Regions from separate parts of the Anas platyrhynchos genome. Here region 1 is linked to region 2. Evidence: chromatin contacts called from public Hi-C data. All regions are on one chromosome and are shown on one strand. The core of a region is the stretch at or near the end of the contact, and the rest is flanking DNA. Distances in the headings are between cores, read along the strand shown. Region 1 overlaps HS6ST2 (heparan sulfate 6-O-sulfotransferase 2). Region 2 overlaps HS6ST2 (heparan sulfate 6-O-sulfotransferase 2).

The links. Hi-C and Micro-C count contacts between places; a contact is called where the count stands out from the background.
Region 1: a contact with region 2 is called in a Hi-C map of skeletal muscle, with 2.9 times the contacts expected there. The contact joins two enhancer-like sites. A contact is called at or near these places in 2 of 8 Hi-C or Micro-C datasets (liver and skeletal muscle).

The regions. Positions count from the first base shown.
Region 1 is chr10:16,325,740-16,332,179 of IASCAAS_PekinDuck_T2T, forward strand. All of the region lies in intron 1 of HS6ST2 (heparan sulfate 6-O-sulfotransferase 2), which reads right to left. Among named protein-coding and RNA genes, the nearest start is that of HS6ST2, 69 kb to the right of the region's middle. Within about 2 kb of position 3,737, at least 2 of the 8 cell types and tissues checked have an H3K27ac peak or open chromatin away from gene starts, as enhancers often do.
Region 2 is chr10:16,270,738-16,277,265 of IASCAAS_PekinDuck_T2T, forward strand. HS6ST2 (heparan sulfate 6-O-sulfotransferase 2) reads right to left here. Exons shown (of 2, transcript XM_027464993.3): 2 at 1-1,375. The coding sequence ends at 673. Among named protein-coding and RNA genes, the nearest start is that of MBNL3, 25 kb to the left of the region's middle. Within about 2 kb of position 4,809, at least 1 of the 8 cell types and tissues checked has an H3K27ac peak or open chromatin away from gene starts, as enhancers often do.

The DNA of each region.
Region 1 (6,440 bases), core at 2,487-4,986, 54 kb after region 2:
AGACCAAATCAGCAAAAGGTTTTTTTTGTTATTTGTCCATCTGTTTTCCCCACTGCAGGCAGCATTTTTAAAATCTCCAGCCATGAATACTTGAACAGATAGGCTGAACTGACGCTTTTCTAAAGTGTTAACTACAGTTCAGGTTTGCAGACCTCTGGGGCTTACAGTTTTTGGACATGATACCAAACACCCAGTGATTCAGGTGGGATAGTTGGGCCAGGAGGTACGGTGAGTGACACCAACACAACAGCAGAGCTACCTCCTGGTACCCTCTGCGGGGCGCAGCAGTGGGACAGGGTGCACGGGGTTAAGCATGAGATCGGTGTGACTGCAAGACTCAGCAATGCAGCACAGGGGACACTGAGCTCAAATGTCATATTCTGAAAGCTGAGCAGACCACCGCTGCAGGATCGCTTTCCATTCGAGAGTCTGGAAAAAAGGACACCACGTAGCACAAACCCCAAAGTGTGTGTTCGTGTGCAGAATGGGAACACTTGACCCTCCCTCGCCACAGAGCGACAGACTTAATGGAGCCACTACAGAGGGGAAAAACAGCAATCCATACCTCTAACAAAAGCCTTTCTGAAACACTAAAAGGCTGCGTGCTGCGAGCCGTGCCAGCCCGCTTGGCTACGGGTCCTGACTTCCTGTGCCTTGCTGGTGACGCAATCAAAATGGACAATTTAATTAATTAAATTAAAATGCATTAAGCAATCCAGCAGGAAGGCAGGGCTGTCTATTTCAGTACTTCTGAAGTACCAATTATTACAGCAGGGGGAAAGAAAACAGCCATCATCATAGCCCCAGTGGCATTAAAAATAAAAACCAGGGGAAAAACAAGCAAGAGCAGCAGTGAGGCGCGATGCGCAGCAGCAGCACGGAATGAGCCTGGACAAAGAACGGCCACTGCAGAGAAAGCAGTGTGGGGACAGGAGCAAGGCAAGCCAGGTTGCTCTGGGACAGCACCGATGTGGTGATGAGAGGGGCCTTACACATACCCAAGGGCCAAAACTGAGTCAATTTCTCCTCAATTTGAAGCCAACAGATTGCTCTGACGTAACTGGGAACACAACCTGGCCTGGGGAAGGGATCAGTCTCCTCGCTAAGAAAATCCATCTCTATGCCAACAGCATTTTTAGGGAGGAAAATGTCCTTGGAAATGCCACAGTATGAGATCCCCCGCATCCCAGTTGGAGTGCTTGAGCACCACCAGAGCCAACCCTTCTGTCTGGCCTGGTGACAGAAGTGAAAATAAAACACATCCTCGTCAACTGATGCTGCACGTAGGAGGAGATTCACTGTCCCCAAAGTAAACAGCTTCCAAATTGAAGCCAATGCCTTGCACTAACTCTTTGTTCCTTTATGTAAGCAGACTTAGGTGCAGGTGCTGGGACAGACCAACAGCCAGTCTGGAGATGGATGAAACCCAACAGAAACGTGGAAGATTGTCTCTGAAGGAGAAATCCCTTCCTGAGCACATTGTGCAGTTCAGTGGAGCTCACTGACCTGCTCACTATAACCTTACATCCAAATAAACAACCCCTAAAGGAGGCTGGGTTGGAAGCTGGCCCCAGCTTAGGCCACAGCATGTTGTGCAACCAGTCCACGTGGCACACATTGCTCCTTTCCCTTGTCCAAACCTCCCTTTCCCAAGGCATAGGGCTGAGCAAAGGCCACCTCAATGCCACGTGCCCACACAGGGTTTGAGCCAGTTGTCAGAGCCTGGCTGAAGTGGTCAGATCCAAGGCCCAATGCTGCAGTGATGTTTGGCTACAGCCATCCTCAAATGAGACCTGGAAGAATCACCAGGGTATAGCAGAAAAGATCTCCCACCAAAAGCATCTTCCAGTGGGATGCCTTCTGCAGCAGTCCTCCAAAGTCAATGCAATCCTTCGCTCTCCTTCCAGACCCCACAGGCTTCCCCTGTGCTCTAGAAGGGCTCAGCAGGGCTATGTTCAGGCAGAGGACTGCACTGCTTTTATTAAACTAACGCACAGCATCCGTTATTAGAACATTTATCTTCTGGTACAAGGTGTCTCATACGTATCTCCTCAAGAGCCCACAGGCAAGAGATGCGGTCACGGGGACAGAACAGCTTGCTGATATTTTACTTTTGCAAATAAAACAAGAGAAGGGACTGCAGATGCAGGATGCCAAGCAGGTAACTGAAAGGACTGATTTGGATCTGCAGCTATGGGTTCCTGCAGATGCAGGAGAGAGGTTAAGACAGAAAAATGTTTCCATAAAATAACAGTTTATAATAGCCACCTACATCAGTCCTGCCCCATCCCCCATCTTTTTGCAAGAATGAACGGTTTCTCCATTATTTTCCTATTTCCCATCCTACACAGAGCAAGTACCACCACCAAGATCAAAAAGTTATTGCAACAGATCTCAAAAATGATTTTTCCCCCATGTCCTGCAGACTTCTGAGGGAACCTGCAGAGCCATTATCAGTGCCGGCTCCCATCAATGAGCCTTTCATGTGCTAAAGCCTTGTATTGACACTCGCTTATTTATAGCAACTGCACTGCACCATTCATTTAAACACATCAGCATTTGTGAATAAAAGATAAAGTGGACTTTGAAGCATCAGCCTCAGAACACACCAGCCAAAAATGGGATACAAAGCTCTCTAAATGTAAAGCTGTAACGAGTTATTGGCCCCCAGCTCCCTGTGACCTGACCTATATCTGCAGAGGATGGATCTCCGTTCTCCAAGCCTTCCTGTACAGCAGCAAAGGGCTGCAAGGACTCCGGTGTTTCTTGGCTTCAGCTAGTTCACCTTTAAATGACAACTGCTCTTAATTATTTCTTTTGATTTAGTGTATTCCAGGTGTAAAACACCTGCCATAGAACTCCTCTGTCATCATATTCAGTGTTGCCTGTCAACTTTTCCGTTATTATAATAGTAGTTTTATTTAATTATCACCTCTCACCAAGGCTTACTAGCAGAAAAAAAATATATTCACTCAATGGGGAAAACAACTCTGCTCCAGAGAGCAAACCAACCAAAGAGAGAAGGAAGAGTTCTAACACTTTTCAGTTGCAGCAAACATAGCTAAGTTACAAGAGTGCAAGAATAAACCAAAAACTTTGAGAAAATCCATGGACAATATGAAAGTAAGATTTAGAGACCACTGCCTGAAGTGCTGGTGCTTTTCGTTGCAGTTCGTGCACTGGTGAGGTCAATTTTTAACAAAGCAGAAAAAAAGTGATGGAACTGGATGTCTGAGTCTACCACTGATGCCAAAGAAACCAGGATGCAGAGGCTGAACAATGCTCAGATGAGAGCATCCAAGAGAGTGGCCTTTTCAAAACCCCTCTGCAAACATGAGAACCTGCTCAGTGCTGAAATAGCCAAAGTCGGGGCTGGTCTCGTGCCAGCTTAGAGCAGCTGAACTTGGGTTAATTTGGATTTAAGCGAATGTAAAGGAAAAGAAAAATCAAGCCTCCAGGGAATCAGCATTGACGTTCACATGACTGTATGAAACACCTCACAATATTTTATATTCCTATAGATTCAGCTTTTGGCATCTGAGCTTTCAGTTAAAAAACATTTAGGTCTTAGTCATTCTGGAAGTGAATAATAAGAAAATAGCCAAAACTCCAGTGTGACCCATACGCAACCACAAAGTTCACAACCCAAGAAAAAAAAAGTCCAGAAGTTGCTGCTGCCTCAGTCCTGGGATTTTAATGTTTCAGTCAAACATAGCTCGTGGGCAGAAGTTGCTACGTGAGCTTGAGTCATGGTAGCTGCTTCATGGAGCACCACACACATCGTTAGTAATGCAAACTGTGATGCAACTTAAGCTTAAATGCTCACCAAACTCAAATCTCTTTGAGAATTGTCCAAGAACTTAATTAAGAGGCCGAATATCAATTTGGCCAAGCCCATTAAGAGATGATCATCAAGCACCTCTACCGTGCCCCTGAAGTCCCAGCACGGGGTAGATCTCAACTCTGAACAGGGGGAAAACTCCCAAGCAGCTGTCTACATCGTGGCAAACACTCCAGATCCAGATGTGCACAGGTGGGTATGTTTTATTTTGGTCATATTTTTCTGGTCAACTTCTGCGTCACAACCAAAGGGTGGAGAAGCATACTGTATGGCAAAGAAACTCCTTTTTTTTTTTTTAATAACTTTTTTCTTGTTATTTTGCTTCTGAAAAATAAATAAATCAGAAGAGCAATCACAGGAAAAATAGAAGCAACGTGCATGAAACACAGGAGACATCTCTCATCTCCAGGGCACACAGCCCCCAGCCTCATGCTCTGTCTGGCTCTATCTCCAGATCTGGGACAGTATCACTATACAAGGAGCAGTTGATTAGGATAAATCTTTACACATAAATCAGCATAATGGCAATGTTTATAGCCACTGCTCAGCACCGCCAGCTGCTGCCTGAATCACATCAAGAGCCAGCATGGGTCAGGGAAGTGCTTCCTTCCACCGTCTCCTCTAACCCCTTTAAAATCTTCATATTCTTCTCTGTCACTGGCACCTTCCTATAGGTGGATACCTGACCCATTTTAACAAATAACACATTCCTTAAATTAGTTAGTTAATTAGGAGGAAAGTGGTTTTTTTGTTTTGTTTTGTTTTGTTTTTGTTTTTTTTTTCCTGCAGCATCACAATATGTTTTATTTCCTGCAGCATCACAAAATGCTGCGCTTTAGAAAGAAGGACATATTTGAAGCAGCTCATTACCTAAAGCACCTTTTTCAGCACAGATACCACTGGTAAACACTGGCTTTCACTGGAGAGGGCTTTCCACAGGAACAGAGCAGGTCTGAGTTAAGCTGCTTTGCTCTGAGCTGAGCAGTGCTCTGGCAGCTAGCGCGAGGGGCAGCAACATTGTGAGCTGCTCAGATGGTCTCACCTGGCGCACAGAAATACAAACCTCACCTTTAAATATTTTCTGAAAGCGAATTAACAGTCTGCAGGCAACAAACTCGTCTGCTCAACAGCAAGTGCACTATGCTGTGCTAATGCACAACTCTGGGTCTAAAGGAGTACCACAATCCTGCGGCCAAGCACAGCAGGCAACCACTGCTGAAATCAATATTGCTTATCAATGAAGGGGAAAATACATCCAAGCCTTTGAAGACATCTAAGCCTATTGTAATGAAGCTTCCTGCTCTAATCTAGCTTGTGCACACAACAGAAACAGTCAGGCTTCTGTTTGCAATTCCTGCATTTTAAATAATTCACAAAGAAATCAAGAGAGCTTATCGCAGCGCACCGGGAATCGCAGCAGACACGATTTCACTGCAGCATTCCTCCCTGGGATGCCTGTTGCTCTTGGTTCTTAGGTCCCACACTTAGCTGCCCCGCACAGATCCCAGGCTTTGGGGCTGACAGCTCACCTGCAGGCTCAGGAGTCCCGCAGCACGGTGCCTCCTCAGCAACCCAGGACACACCGATGGGTGGAAGGTCCCCACGTGCGGGTACACGTGCAGCAATGGGAGGGAACGTGAACCCCCTCCCCCCCCAGTTAGACACAGCCTAACTCCACAGCGAAAATGCATCTTCAGTGCAACATTTTCCCTTGTTCTCTTGTGATTTAGCATTTCCACTCAACCATGTCCAGCCAAGCTGTTGTTATTGGCCATAGCACTGCTGCCCTGAGGGCTGAATTAGTGCTTCTTCTACAGCCAGCTCGCTCTTGCCTGAAGGGCTGCCAGACAGGGGGTGGGAGAAGGCTCCTTCCAGCAGCCACCCTCCTGGCGTGGATGTGCAATACTCCTATAATTCACTTTGAAGTTCCCAGCCTCCGGGTAGGAAGAAGCAACCAACATACAGTTGCTCTTGCTCTGTAAACACCCAGTCAACAGACAGTGTTTCTCAGCACCGGCATCTTCCCTGCTAGGTTTGTGCACATCAGAATTGCTTTGCCCTCATCAAGGAGAGGCTTTTTGGGAGGCGAGGAGGCCACAGCCCTTTCCCTGATTAGGCATCTGCAGAGCCGGTGGCCCAGCATGTAACAGAGGGGGCTGCCTGAAGCTCTAGGAGGCCTGGCCCACATCTGCTGCAGCTTCTTTGCACCTTTACTTTTTGCTTTCCCATCACATGCACTGGGACAGGCCGGTGTCACAGGCACACAGTGCCAGCCCCACAGCCTCTCCTCCCAATCCTCCGATGGAGGGACAGCAAACCGCCAGAGCAAGCCACTAGCACTCTGCAGCCCGTTTCCGTATATCTCACGTGCTTTCCCCTCTCCTGAGAGCTGCAACACTTCTCGGCCCCAGCCTTTTAATCTGCTGTTTGCATTTAAGTGTTCTGCTAATTAAACAATCTGTTATAAAGTTGCTGCTGCAATGCCTTCCCCTCGTGTCCCCCTTGCCGAAGCAGGGCAGCACTGTTAAGCAACGCGAGCAGCCTGGCAGCGCTGCCAGCTTTGGGAATATGATGGTGTTGGTCCCTGAGAGAGCCAGAC
Region 2 (6,528 bases), core at 3,559-6,058:
AACTCTAAACAGCAGTAGGTAGAAAAAGTTTAAAATTTTAAATATTTATATAACTAGAGAAATTACTTCTATTCCTTTTAAAAGCCAATATTATACATAAAACTAGTCAATATTCTTTCTAGACCTTTACTGTTCCCTTCATTGTCCATTCATTAACTTGGTAAATATCATAAGCAGTTGGTGCCCTTTGAAAACACATAAATAAAATTAAGATAAAATCAAAAGGAAAAGGTTTTGCTCATATACTGTATTGTGAGAGTATGTTAAATGCTCATTATTAGGAAATGAGTTTGCTTCCCAGATAGGTTTCAGCAGAGAATCATAAACATTTTCCAGCATCCCATTTTGTATTCATAACTAATTTAAGGATTTCTTTTTTTAAATAAATGTCCAAACAACCATTTCCGATGAGCTTACTTAGCTCCTGTATTTCATAAATAATCCAACAAACCTAAAAAGGACAATTTAATTACGCACTAGGATTAAGTGTTCCACGTACAGTACAACATTTACTGCAAAGGCAACTGCAAAGGCAACATTTTAACCTCTTTTTGCTTCAAATATTTAAGAAGCTTAATTTGTCTGGACTACTCTGTCGGCTCCGATTTGGGTGTTGGGTTGGGTTCTGCTTTGCTTTCAGTGTCCAGCCAGTCTCCTGAGAAGCTCCCCCCACTACCGCCGCCACCGCTCCACGTTCCCTATGTAGTCAGTGCTGGAGCTGTTTTCCCCCTGCTCTTTCAGGTGTGCCTGCTTTGCCCTCAGGATCTTGCGCTGCTCCTGGCGTTTCCGCCGTGCTTCCTGGTGCTCCTTCTGCCGCATGTACTGGTACCGCTGCAAAAAAAGGTCTTTTGCATAATCGTACAATTCCATGTCTAAAAAATTGAGGGCCTCGATGCGCTGCTGAGTCTGCTCGTCTATCTCCACGCTGGAGGCCCTTGTGCTATTGTACTGCGTGAACGGCGAGATGAAGTTCATGTTAAAAGTTTTCTCAAAGAGATACTGAGTCTTCCTTTGAAATTCAGTAAGGCCGAAGAAGGCCATGCGCTTCAGGTTCTCCTTGGCACTGTCTAGCAGAACCTTGTTTCTCTGCTCCTCAGGCATGACCGACAGGTTGTAGCATCCCACCAGGCTGAGATCGGACAGCATGCGGACCTGGCGGTTGTTGGCAAGGTTGTAGGGGCAATCCATGAACTCCTGGAGAGAGCAGCCCGACCAGTCGTCCCCCGTGTAGCAGCTGGGCAGCTCCTCGGTGGTTGGGGATCGCCCGTCGCAGACATGCAGGGACGCTTTCCACGTGGCTCCTCGCTGGACGTGGCGCCATTCGCTCAAGTATCGGGAGACAGGGTCACGCAGGATGGTGATATAGTAGAAATTCCTGCAAAGGGGAGAGAGAGGCAGAGCATTTAGTCTCCTGCATCTTGAGCACACGGCATATTAACACTCAAAATCAATAGAAACTTGGAGATGCACTTAAGATGCTTTCAGAAATCCTGCTGCAGAGTGCTCCTCTGTGTGCTCACCTCTCCGAGGTGAAGGATAACTGAACAAAGTCCCTGTGGGGGAACAGAAACAGTGATATCTGCACACGGATTGCTCTGCTTGACGGGTTTGCCTCTACACAGGCTGAAGGGAACCCTGAACTTCCATCTGTGGTGGGCTGCCCACGTAGTAACATGCTCACACTGGGCATTAAGAGATGCCCACATGGCTACATCACTTAAATCCCCCCTCCAGAGGAGCAGCACAGGTTGCTCCCCAATCACGCGGGAACTTCATTTGAGAGCAAAGCGTTGTTTTGTGCACAACCAAGCTGGGGTGACAACTTTCTGTTGCCTGCAAAGCGCTGCTTATATGACTTGTCACGGTGAGCAGCTGTGGGTCTGAGCTGCACAGGCCCTACAACAGTGCTATGCCTGCAAGAAGAACATTTCCTGTAAGACATTTCCTTTCCAGATAAATGGGATGTCCCCAGAAGACCCAACCTCCTTGAACTGAAACGAAGATCACAGAAAAGCCCAGGCAAACACCATTTTATCCTCCTGCTTTCACCTGATACAAAGATGAGAGAGGATACAGAAGTAAATAACAGGAAATTAAACGGTGCGTTACAGTGCTTTGTAACAAAAGATATTCCAAGGGAAGCGGAGGCTTTTGTTCGGAGCAGCAGGACAGTGGCACACACAGGGACGCTGCATGCACGGCTGTGACATGACAGCACGTGCCAGGGCAGCACCAGAAGCGCTATGGGCTGGGCATGGGGAATATCCCTGCCCAGTGCCCAGAGACATCAGGATGCCCTGCCACACAGTACTGTCAGGATAAGAGCAATCTGCTTCAGCAAACTGAATTGAAGCAGCTCAATAAGCAAATTGTCCTGCCAGGGAAGCTCGCTCCTCCAGGCTGAGGACACAGAGCAGCGTGTGCCCAGCAGCCCCAAGCCCCCAGGCTGGGACTGCCGTGTCCTGGGTGCTGCGTGAGGAGGAGACGGGGTATTTCTTTGCTCTCCAGGAGACATCGTGGCTGGCCACCCGCAACAAAGCCTTTGTTCCCCATCGTTTCCTTCAGCAGAAAAGCCACTAGATGTCAATGTTTTACAGAAAATTGTCTCTGGGTGAACTCAAAAATGAATCACAGCCTCTGAAAGCATCCAGTAGCATGGGGGACAGGAAACAAAAAGAGTCACCATTCCCCTTCTCTTTTAGAGCATCCAAGCTTATAAATGATTAAATAAATGGAAAGTACAATAAACTTGCAAAACCAAATACAGCCAAGGAGCCTGATAAAGCATCAGTGGCCGACACAATGGCACCTCATGTCTGGAGAGCCAGGACGCCACGATCAGCACTGCCACGTGTTTGCAGGCTCACCCTGGCACTGCTGCAGCCACCCCGGGCTCTGAGGGCTTTGAACGCAAAGGCAAACATGTTTGGTGAGCCAAGGCCCCTGCCACAGTCCAGAGGAAGGTAACTTTTCCCAAAGTCTCATTGCAAAGCGTGGGCACAAAGAACATCTCCAAGGCAAACGAAAGCCCCTTCTTTAACAGCTGCCAGAACTCCTCGCAATTGGATCCAATTTACTACCACCCTGTACTAAAATAATGACCTGATCCCTCAAGCAACAGCAAGTTCGTACCATAGCTGTGGCATGCCTATATATAACATACATGTATAGTAAGAAGCCTTGAATGACCAAAGAGGCTGAAGCAAAGCCCTGCTTACCCTCTGTACCAACTGGCCCGCTTTCGCACCGTCAGCGGTTCGAGGAGGCTGGGAGCAGAGCAGGATGCAAGAGCGGGGTGCTGCTTGCTGAGGGATGCGGCCAGCAAACCCACAAGCTCTAAGGTCATCACAGCAATCGATGGGGAGTTAATGCAAGAAGGAAAACAAATGCCGAGCCAAGATCAATGCAGTGAGCATTTTATCATAGCTCAAATTCTTCAGCCTCTCTCCTTTCGTGCTCTTTGGTCACAGGCAGTGACAAAGTGCCTCTCTTTGCTGCTACTGTAAAAACAAAAGAATGAATAAAATGTGCATGTTGGTGGAAGAAACTGTGTTGTAATGGATCACCATCACCCCAGGTGGCCGATTGCCTCATCCAGGCAAGTATCTCCATCAGGACCTGTCACAGCAAGTTGAAGACCAGGTGAAGGAGGTTGAACAAAGCCATTTGCTCATAGTGAGGATGGACGTGGCCAGGCTCTCTCCAGCACCTCGTGCTCAAGAAACCAGGCTGTGGGCAGACTTATGGGATGCCCACATCACCTGCTCTGAAGCACAGTACCCTACAAACAGGCCCAGCACTGTACTTCTTCGTTATGCCATGTCATACTTTGCTTTGTCAGCTGCTGGGCCCATCTCAGCTGCCTTGTGCATTTCTCCCCTTCCTCAGTCTCCTTGTTAAAATTCTTCTGGAAAAGGCACCATTCCTTCTGGGAACACCAGCTTTTGGGTTAGCCCCAAGCCACACTGATCAAAGTTTGAAATCATGGCAGCTCCAGAAAAGCAGCCACGCTGCTGTGCGTTTATCTGAACTGAGCTTCAAAAAGTCACATACGCTTTAATGCACCATCGAGTAAGAGCTGTGCCAGAGACAGATTCGGCCATCAGTGCTCAGAACATCCTTCTGCTGCAATTGGGAGGCAGATTCAAAGCTTTGCAATTATTTTTAGCTCTGTACGTAACAGCTTGTTCCCTCTGCTATCTTAACAAGGGGGTGTTGAGCTCCTGCCCATTCCTTGAAGCTTGTGCTTCAGAGCCCGAGACAACATGTTTGCAGGTAGAGCTCAGACTTCACTGTGAATCATCCCTCCAGCTTAAAGAACTGCCCTCTTCAGAAATACAGGTTTCCTAATAAAGTTTAGTTGGATGTCTATGAAGAAGAGAACAAAGGTTGCTCGCAGGCAACTTAGAAAGTAGGTTGACCCTGGGGCCACCAGGAATCTGTGATGGTACGACAGTCACTTGTTCCTGCTAGCTCCCTGCACACAGCTATTTCCTGAGGACCGCGAGCACTGAGCAGTCTCACGATGCCGAGTTTGCTCCCTGTGCTAAATCAACTGCTCTGCTTATCACATCATTGCAAGGTTAAAGCGTGAGCATTTTTGGGAGCAATGAACTATTTGCACACGATCCATTTCTGCAGAGGAGCTCAGAAAAGGTCAGAGTCTCTCTTCAGATAAATGCCCAGCTAATGGCTCACACACCCTCCACCAGGGTGAGAAAGCTGCGCCGGGGAGGTGGTGATCCAGAAGGTCCCACACCACACCCCTCTTCTGCCTGGGCTCTGATTCAGCTTTATGCGCAGCCCTGGCATGGAGGGCCTCTTTACCTGCCCTAAGAGAGCAAAAAGCAAACCAGCTCCCAAAACAGCCCTGGTGCTGCCTAGAAATAGGAAATTCTTGGTGCTTTGGTACTTCTATCATGTGTGGGAAGATTTTTGCTAAAAGTGACCGAGCAGAGCACACAGTCAGTGCGCAAACCTGCTTTCAGCTGTCCAGTGCCTCAGCCCACAGCAGCCCCCTCTCCTTCCTGCACAGACCTCAGAGAAAATAAGAAGCAAACTGAAACCTCAAAGACCTCCGGTGAATCTCTCTGAGGGGTTTATTGAGATGGAGCCATCTGCTCTCTTTGAAAGGTAATTCTGTGGTCATATAGTGCATCTGTGCCATGCCGTTCCCCACATTCCCCACCTCTGCCTAGCGCAGGGGCTGAATGAGAATCCTTCATTTTTATTTTTTCAACCTAATGATTTTTTTAAAAAGCATCCTCGTAGCAAGCTTCTAAAAGCAACATTAAAGAAAAAAGACGGCAAACTGAAGTCAAATTGAGGAGGTGTGAACCCCCAGGGGATGACAGCACTGAGTAAAGTCAGAGACTTCAGAGCACGTGGGGAGTTTGCAGCTCCCTCTCTCCTGCTTTGCCACCCCATCATGGTAAAACTACCGACAGCTGAGCAACCTAGGGTCTGAATACAGCACCCACCTAGGGGCTTTACCTATTGCAGCTGCTCGCAGGGAAGGGAACCTTAACCCCAATGGAAAGGCTTCAAACCATTGCTCTGGGGTCCAAGAGAACAGTAATTCCACAAGGACTACAACTAGGGGGGGTTGGCTCCACCCCTATGGGCCCCTTTATGTCCTGCTGGTGCTCAGGCAGAGGATTATCGATCTCCATCAGAGGACAGAGGCTGTTTAATTGCTCGTTGAGGCAGAGGAAGACTGGAGGTCGGGTGCTGGCAGCTGCCATGCCTTCAGCCTGGAAACCTGAGCCTGGCTTGATGGAGCCGTGAGCTAAGAAGCATGAGATGGAAGCTGAAAGCTAACCACCTACTCAACATTACATCCATTAGTGTACGGATAAGCAGGGGAGGGACCGAGTGACCTTCTCCCATTTCCCCTAAGAGAGGAGGCTGTAGCAAGAGGGGCTCCCGAAGGCTACAGAGGGGAAGAAACCGACAGCCCTTGCACGGGGAGCACTGCAGCCCTGACATCCCACTCAGACTGTGCCCGGGGGAAAGATAAACCAGGACAGCAGAGCTTTGGTGCATGGCTGAGAAAGCAGAGCTGTGATTAGCAGGGGGAAATACTGGGGCAGTCCCAGTCTCCTAGCAAAACTAAGGCTACCCTTTAAACTTGCTCAAGCACATCAGTTTGCATCTAGGTCAAGCTCATCCAGGTGGCAAGCCTGGCTAAGATGGTTTGGACATGCAGATGAGCTCATACAATAAATGGGAGGCAGTTTTGCAAAAGTGTTTCCAATGCTTTGGTTGAAGAACGGGGAGAAGGGGAAATTTGGGAATGTTTCCTGTTCTAGGAGATTATTTTTTTTTCACGGCAGGTCAGCTTACAGACTTTGTGGTATATTAACAGGGCAGTGAGAAACCCAGTTACACCACAGGTGAGGACAGACATTTTGAAAGGAAAGTTTCCTTTGAACAGAAAGGGCCGGGGCAGAGGGACAGATGAGATCTGTATCATGTCCAACAGAAAAGCAAATAAAATGAAATAAAACCCTGCAGCAGGGATTCTGC